2 separate regions of the Capsicum annuum genome follow, and region 1 is linked to region 2. The links are chromatin contacts, called in public Hi-C maps. All regions are on one chromosome and are shown on one strand. Each heading gives the region's core, a stretch centred on a gene start, on an enhancer-like site or on the middle of the called end of the contact. The rest is flanking DNA. Distances are from core to core; before and after follow the strand shown.

Region 1 (3,924 bases), core at 1,080-3,579, 350 kb after region 2:
CTAAATCTGAGTTTAAGCATGGAAAACTTTTAAGGTGTTACTTCAATAATATGAATCATTACAGCTATATAATGTAGCATATTGTATTAAAGAAGATGGAGAGCTTATGCTTGAAGGAAAATAAGCCAAGTTCCTTTTTCAATAGATAAGATTAAATATTCAACTATTTATTATTTGTTTTTCTACAAAGAAATAAATATTCTCCAAGATTTGAGTGAACTGGAGAAGCATAAAGTTGTCCATGGAGCTTATCGTCTTTTTGTTGGTTTCTCTTCTTCTTCACAGTCATTGAGGAGATTGAAAATGGGCTACTTTTTTTAATCTTCATGTTTGCATCGAAACAAAATATAGTGTCAAAAAATTACAAATAAGAAAATGTGATAGATGATTTGTTTTTCAACGTTACTGGAACATTAGTGTCTTGTCAGAGTAGAAACAATATATCCAAATTGTTGTTTTAAAAAGTTACCTTACCTTTTTAAAAAACTTTTGTTAGTAACTAGGTCAAAATCACCCATTTTATTTGGTTAAAGATTAAATGTGCGACACCTAATATCACAAAGACTAAAAAAGAAATTATGTAATAATTTAAGGACCAAAATCGTTTTTTCCTAAATTATAGCATCAAATTAACTTCGGCAATGCCCTCTTGACCAAATTAAGCCATTATTTGTATCAATTCACCAAAATAATAGTATTTAAAAAAAAATAAAAAAAAATTACAAAACTAGAGTAAATATAGTTGCCAATAATGAATTAGATGTTATGTTGTTCAAAAAAATCAACGGCAAAAAGTTCAATCTCTAACAGTGTTAAATATAAAAACATTACTGGGGGTAACGTTTTATAAGCAATTTGTTACCGTAAGTAACGAAACTCTGCGACTCTGACACCTTAGAATCGTTGTGCTAAATTTGATGTTAAATTCGTTACTATAAATCAAGTGTTATTGATAAATCGTTACGGTCAGTAACGGTTCTATTGAATTCATACTTATATAGTGATACTCACAAATCCTGTTTAAAATAGATTTTGGACCGTCTAAAATATCCTATTAAGTTTTAATCATTTTAGAAGAAATAAAATTTAATGCTTATCTGATACTCACAAAATTACCATTTTTTAAAACCTTTTTCATTAATGATTTTCTCGTTCTAAATTAAAATATTAAATTTAGTTATATATTATGTTAATTTACCGAATTTAAGTTATGCACTTAATAGTAAATAATCTATTATAACATGTTAATTTTTTAAATTAGCAAAGTATATGTTAACCTATGAACTTTACTCACCGTCAATATCTAATGTCTTGTTAGTTATCTTTCACATGATTAATTGAGTATTTGAATTTCTTGCAACTAATTTCTCTTTTTCTTTTCCTCGACGCCATATCTTCTTCCTCTCTATCCTCTATGCCCGTAAATGGATTCGATAGAATCGTTAATGGTAGTAACAATTTAACTGTAAAATGTGATTCATGATAATAATTTTAATATCAATGGTAGTAGAGTCACACAGGTTCATTACTTTGGATAACAAATTACTTATAAAAAGTTACTCCTAGTAACATATTTATATTTAACACTGTTAAAAATTAGTTGTTTGTCCATTGATATTTTTGAATAAAATAATACCGAATATGTTACTATAAACTACGTTTATTCTACTTTTGTAAATTTTCAAAATATTTAGTAGGCGTTTGATCATGAAAATTGATTTTTTTTGAAGTTAGAGTTGACATTAGAATTGAAGTTGAAGTTGTGTTTGACTATATCTTTTTAACATTTTATTTGAACTTTTGAAAGACTTTTTTAAATATAATTTTATACTCCCAATTTTTAACTGTCAAAATCATCCAACTTAACTAATTTACCTACAAAATACAATCAAATGTGAGAGGAGACAATAATATTGCATTTGTTGTTGGTATTGCATAAAGTGTTGCTTTTTGTTGTATCACGAGGAGATTTTAAGGAAGGACGAATAAAATTAAAGTTGCTTTTTGGGGTCTTTTATCAATAGAAGTAAGAAGAAGTAGACACTGTGGTAGTTAGACATTTAACTCTGAATAATGAATGAAATTAGTAGGGTGTTTTATTGTAAAAATATAAAAATGGAGTTATTTGTAATAATAAATAAAGTTGAAGTTGAAATTTGAAAAAAAGTGTGGAATTAGATTTAAAATTCTCGTAGTCAAATACCTCAATTTTCACTAAAATAAAATAATTTTTTAAAAAAAAGTGAAATATTTTTATAATGAAACGGTCCTTATTATTTTGATAAATTAATTTAAATAATGGCTTAATTGGGTCAAAATATCTGTAACGCAACACACCTCACCAGTGTTATAAGCCCAATTCATTTCTTCTATCACGTAGCAGAAGAGAAACACGAAACACCTTATTCCATAGATCAATAACAACCAAGTCCTATTCATATTTTTCTTCGTGAGTTTGAACTTTGAAGGATGGGAGCCGATGTTGAAGAAAATGAGTTGAAGAAATTGGAATACCTCTCTCTAATATCTAAGGTATGTTCCGAATTGGAGGCACATTTAGGGTTTGGTGATAAGGTTTTAGCTGAATTTATAACTGAACTTGGTAAAAATTGCTTAACAGTAGATGAATTTGATGCTAAATTGAAAGAAAGTGGTGCTGAAATGCCAGATTATTTCGTTAGAACATTGCTAACTATAATCCATGCTATTTTGCCTCCTAATGCGACGTCCAAGTCGGACAAAGATTTGAACAAGGATGAAGACGATTCCGAGTTTTCAGCTCTGAAGATAAAAGATAATAGAGAACGGGTTAAGGAATTGGAGAAGGAGATTGAGCTGGAGGCCAAGAGTAAGAGGAGAGATGGTGAGGAAGAAGAACATGATAGGAGGCGAGAGAGGGATAGAGATTTTAGAAGAGAAAGGGGTAGAGACAGGGATAGGGATAGGGATAGGGATAGGGATAGGGATCGAGATAGAGATGATTATCATGATCGTAGATCTGAACGTAGAGCTTCAGAAAGGCGCAGGGACAGGGACAGGGACAGGGATAAAGATGATAATACATATGCAAAGGGTAGAAGAGATCAGCATGAGCAAGACAGGGATTATGATTGGAATGATAGAAGAAAATTGAGGGATCATGTGGATGAGCCAGAGTTATATGCAGTATACAAGGGGAGGGTATCAAGGGTGATGGATTCTGGTTGTTTTGTTCAACTGAATGATTGTAGAGGGAAAGAAGGCTTGGTGCATGTTTCACAACTTGCTACTAGAAGGGTCAGTAATGCCAAAGATTTAGTAAAGCGAGACCAGGAAGTTTTTGTGAAGGTTATCTCTATTAGTGGGCAGAAGCTGAGTTTGTCAATGAGAGATGTTGATCAGAATACAGGAACGGATCTGTTGCCATTGAAGAAGAGCTCTGGAGATGATGGGTTGAGAACTAATCCTTCAGGCATGAATGGTGAAGGCTCTAAGACCAGGATTGGCCTGTCAGGAATCAGGATTATGGAGCAGGAGGATGCAGCTCCATCGTGGAGACCGTTGAAGAGGATGAGTTCACCTGAAAAGTGGGAAGCGAAACAACTTATTGCTGCAGGTGTTTTGGGGGTGCAGGAACATCCCATGTTTGATGAAGAAGGGGACGGAATGCTATATCAGGAAGAAGGTGCTGAAGAAGAGCTTGAGGTTGAGTTGAATGAAGACGAACCCCCTTTCTTGCAAGGGCAGAGTCGTTATTCAGTTGATATGTCCCCTGTTAAAATTTTCAAAAACCCTGAAGGATCATTGAGTCGTGCTGCTGCGCTACAATCAGCTCTGATAAAGGAGAGAAGGGAAGTAAGGGAGCAGCAACAGAGAACGATGCTTGATTCCATCCCAAAGGATCTCAACAGACCATGGGAAGACCCAATGCCAGAGACAGGTGAG
Region 2 (4,036 bases), core at 1,203-3,702:
CAGTCTAGGTGTGCTCAAACTGGTCCGGACACCACCGTCTTAAAAGTATTTGGCATGTGAAAGGGTAGTCCATAGAGTATTGTCTTCAACAAGGGTTGTAAAAGCTCGGTTTCATCACTACCAGAACACTAATCGTTCGTTGTATGTCTGTCGGTCCTTTCGGGGAGTTTGAATCTTGAATGTTTTATCCTAAGATATTGTTGGAAATTATATTTGCAACTAGTTTCATGAGGCCCGTGCTAAGCTCGGGCCCAAAGTCAAGATATAAACAATAATAATTTAAATTTAAAAATATAATCTGTATCATATATTTTTTACTTTATAATTAGTGTGATCGAATGATATATTAAATATATCTTGTTGATAAGTTTTATAATTATAAAAACATTTAATCACATAATTGAATAATTTTAAAAAAATAATTTGCGAGGACGAAATTATTATCAAAGTATTATAATATATCAAAATGCTACAAGAAATTTGATATTTTATAAAATAATATGATTTAAAATATGTAACAATTAGGATTCAAAGAAGATCACAATAGAAAATATTGATATTTTTATAAATTTGTGGGTACATAATTCTTTAGTTATAGGTAAAAATAAATTCTATTTATTGAGTTTTAGTTTCTCTCATGATTTCAGTGGTAAGAGTTTTGCAACATATATTTTTTTTCATCTTATAGAATTATATGAAATAAAATATTTCAATAACTTCAAGTTTATATTATAACAATTATAACCTTAATTTAGAGTCATTATATAAGTTAACTTAATAATGGTCTATAAAATATTAAACGATAATTAAACTAACATTAACAGATTACTCCATTTGGTCTATTAAGTTATTATGTATAATTTTTATACGCCCCTTAAAATAATCGCCCCATTTTAATTATTCTTCTGTATTTTTTTCATATCCATCAAGAAAAATAATAATACAAGATATTATGTGTTAAGTTATTTTATGTATTATATATTTTTGGAGGATTGAATATAATGAAAAATCTATAAGGTAGTAGTTGAAATCATTGCAAAATTTAATTTTGTATTAAGTTATCTTAAATAATTTTTTTGAGTTAAAGTTATTGTTGATTATGAAGGAAATTTTAATTAAAAAATAATCTAACAAGTGGTAAGAAGAAACCAATTGCAAAAATCCAAATGCAATGATCTTAACAAGAAGAATGAGGGCAAAAATGAAAATATATAAGAAAAACCACAATTACTTGCTATGTTCAAGAACCTTATTTGACCATAAAAATTAGAATACCAAAAATGCCCTTGTGAGGACTACCAAAAGTGCAACATCTTCTCTTATATATATCTATAATGTTTGTCTAGAGTTAGCAGCCAAACATTGAATAAATATTGCTGCGATGTGTCTTTGACAACTAAACTAATAATTTTGTGATGAAGACGAGTTTAATGAGTTATTAAATGGGCCAGTATGGGGATTTTGGGAAAGGTTTAACAGTAATAAGTTTAATGGCTCTATTTTGTATTTTATTATTATTTCTATGCTGATATGTGAGTGCTCCAAATCAATGTTACAGGTGACCACACCTTTCCTTTTCAAGCTAATTCCTGCTGTGGTGCATCTTGGAGTACTACTGCGGTGGTTCTCACCTGAAACTCCAAGTGAGGTAACTTTCCCATGTAAAGAATGACTGGTCTTTTGCAGTTTTATCAGCTCACTTGGTTATATTTTCCCTTGAATGCTTACCTGTGTTAAGAGTTGAGATCGTGGAAATGATTCTTCTTCCAGATTGGACCCAAGGGAGATATCCTACGCACTGACAGTTCTAAGCGTATCAGTGTACTGCTCCAAGGATCCCATGATTCATGATAGTTAAATAAAAAAATATGAAGCAGCAAAAACAGATATCAATTTAACCTGGTGACATTCTGATGCTAGAAGACACGAGTGTAAAAGAAGAGTCGACTAACTGGACAGTTCATAATCATGAAGCTCCTATGCAGCAACAATTGGGTAGTCTTCTTTGATACATCGGAGAGGTCGCAAAATTCAGAGCACTTGACCTATCTGCGAACGTTTTGTGGCATTTAATTTTTAATACGTCATTATTTCCCCATTAGTAGGTGCTACATACAAATCATGTCCATCTGTAATGCAATTGTTTATATTCTCTAGTTTGATTTTAGTTTTGTTCTTTTCGGGGTCGTGTCAAAATAGCCCCATCACACTGTAAATAGATGATCGATCACACATTATTGTAAGAATTGTAGTTGTATGTACACAACTGATCCTGAAATTTTCATGTGGAGTAACCAGTGCATACAATTCCATGCAACTCCAACACCCTGTTCATCCTTGCCACTGACACATCCCTCCCCTAACAAAGCATCAAAACTCCAGCTGATCTTATTTGGCATACGTAGTTTTCAAAGTTTTCACTTCAGAATGAAAAGCTGCTACTGGAATATCCAACTGGCAATGCTAAAGACAGAGCACAAATGAATTTGCCAAGTTTACCTTTGCTGCCTGAAAACATATTAAGAGCGTCTTCGTATATTACTATTTGAAAGCTGTATGCTGCAGTAATAACCACGTAGCTTTGGAGGTGTGTTAAGATTCTCACCATCTGTTTTTCTGTGCCAAGACCTTGTATGAAGCAAGAATCGTGTTATCTAATGACAGTATTGTTTTTGATATATTTGCTTGATTGGTTTGAAGCAACAGAAAGAAATCAAAAGTAAATGAAATGAAAGCTAATGGACTTTTAAATATGGAGTGTCGTTTTACTTCAGTTCTCTTCCCTTGTTTTGTTCGAACCCTACAACTTCACCTCAGCATTCTTTTTAAATTCTGCAGTGTCTGATTCAGTTGCACACCTCACTGTTTAGATCTTGATCTCAAGGTTAAATTCACAAAGCAAATAGTGAAGAGTTCTCTCTCTCTAATCAGGAATATTATCCTGTCAGAGAACACCAATTTTAGAATTTTGGATCAAAATGGAGTTAATGAGGGACAAATATAATAAATGAGTTTGTCAAAATTTTCATGATTAAAATGGTGAAAATGCATGGACAATGGAACACCTTTAGTGTGTACTTTTCACGTTTGAAAAGAGATTTGTTAAATATATTTATACTGAAGGTGCTCTTAGAATTATGAGCCTTTAGTGAATTTTTTACATTTTTAAGAAAGGTTCATCTCCTTTAATGCACCTTCAGTATTTATTTTGCTATTCAAAAATGAAAAGACTACTTCAGTATTTATTTTGTTATTTAAAAATGAAAAAACCATCATTTTCTAAACTGATGGGACAATAGGAGATGACTTTTTTACACCCTAAAAGTTCATGTCCATCAATACACTTTCAAGCAAATTATAAGATATTCTTAAATAGAGAGTTTTCTCCCACAAATGATTTTTGTATACCTTCAACATTAATTTTTCGTTACTCCATATATGGACATGCAATACAGTGCCATTATTAAGTTGAGGTGAAAAATTATAAGAAATTGTTGAGTGACATAAAAAAGAGCATGCACTTTTAATGAAAGAATAGTATAAACTCACAAAATTTTAATTCAAATTTTGGTTTGGGGGCTTCTCACTTACAATATAGTATAATATAAGTTAAATAAAAGGTCAAGCATAAATTATCTTTTTAGTTAACTTCAATCGAGCATAAATTATTTAAACTATTGACACATAATAAAATCTTATAAAATAATATGATTAAAATAAGTCTTTTAGTTCATAACAACAACTGATAAATTAAAAAGCAAACTAATAAAGAAAGTACATAATATAACGTTACAAATAAAAATACATTTTAGCTATTGCCTATCACTATTATTTGCATGTCTTTGGTTCGGACAACTACATCTGTAATTTGTAATTTGCTTAAGTGCATCATTGTAATTTGCTTGAAGGTGCATTGATACACATGAGCCTTTAGGGTGTGAAAAATGTCTTCTGTTTGTCCTATCAGTTTAGTAAATGTCAAACTTTTCAGATTTTTGAATAGCAAAATAAATGAAAAAGGAATAAATATATCTCC

The links. Hi-C and Micro-C count contacts between places; a contact is called where the count stands out from the background.
Region 1: a Hi-C map of leaf shows a contact between it and region 2, with 3 times the contacts expected there. The contact joins the promoter of LOC107852187 here to the enhancer-like site in region 2. A contact is called at or near these places in 2 of 5 Hi-C or Micro-C datasets (leaf and placenta).

The regions. Positions count from the first base shown.
Region 1 is chr7:112,081,605-112,085,528 of UCD10Xv1.1, forward strand. It overlaps LOC107852187 (probable pre-mRNA-splicing factor ATP-dependent RNA helicase DEAH5), which reads left to right and starts at 2,330. Exons shown (of 2, transcript XM_016697245.2): 1 at 2,330-3,924. The coding sequence starts at 2,470.
Region 2 is chr7:111,734,704-111,738,739 of UCD10Xv1.1, forward strand. LOC107877905 (K(+) efflux antiporter 4-like) reads left to right here. Exons shown (of 20, transcript XM_047393657.1): 19 at 1,559-1,648; 20 at 1,739-2,317. The coding sequence ends at 1,744. Among protein-coding and RNA genes, the nearest start is that of LOC124885757, 15 kb to the right of the region's middle. Within about 2 kb of position 2,453, at least 3 of the 5 cell types and tissues checked have an H3K27ac peak or open chromatin away from gene starts, as enhancers often do. A contact at or near this core is called in leaf, where this site is marked.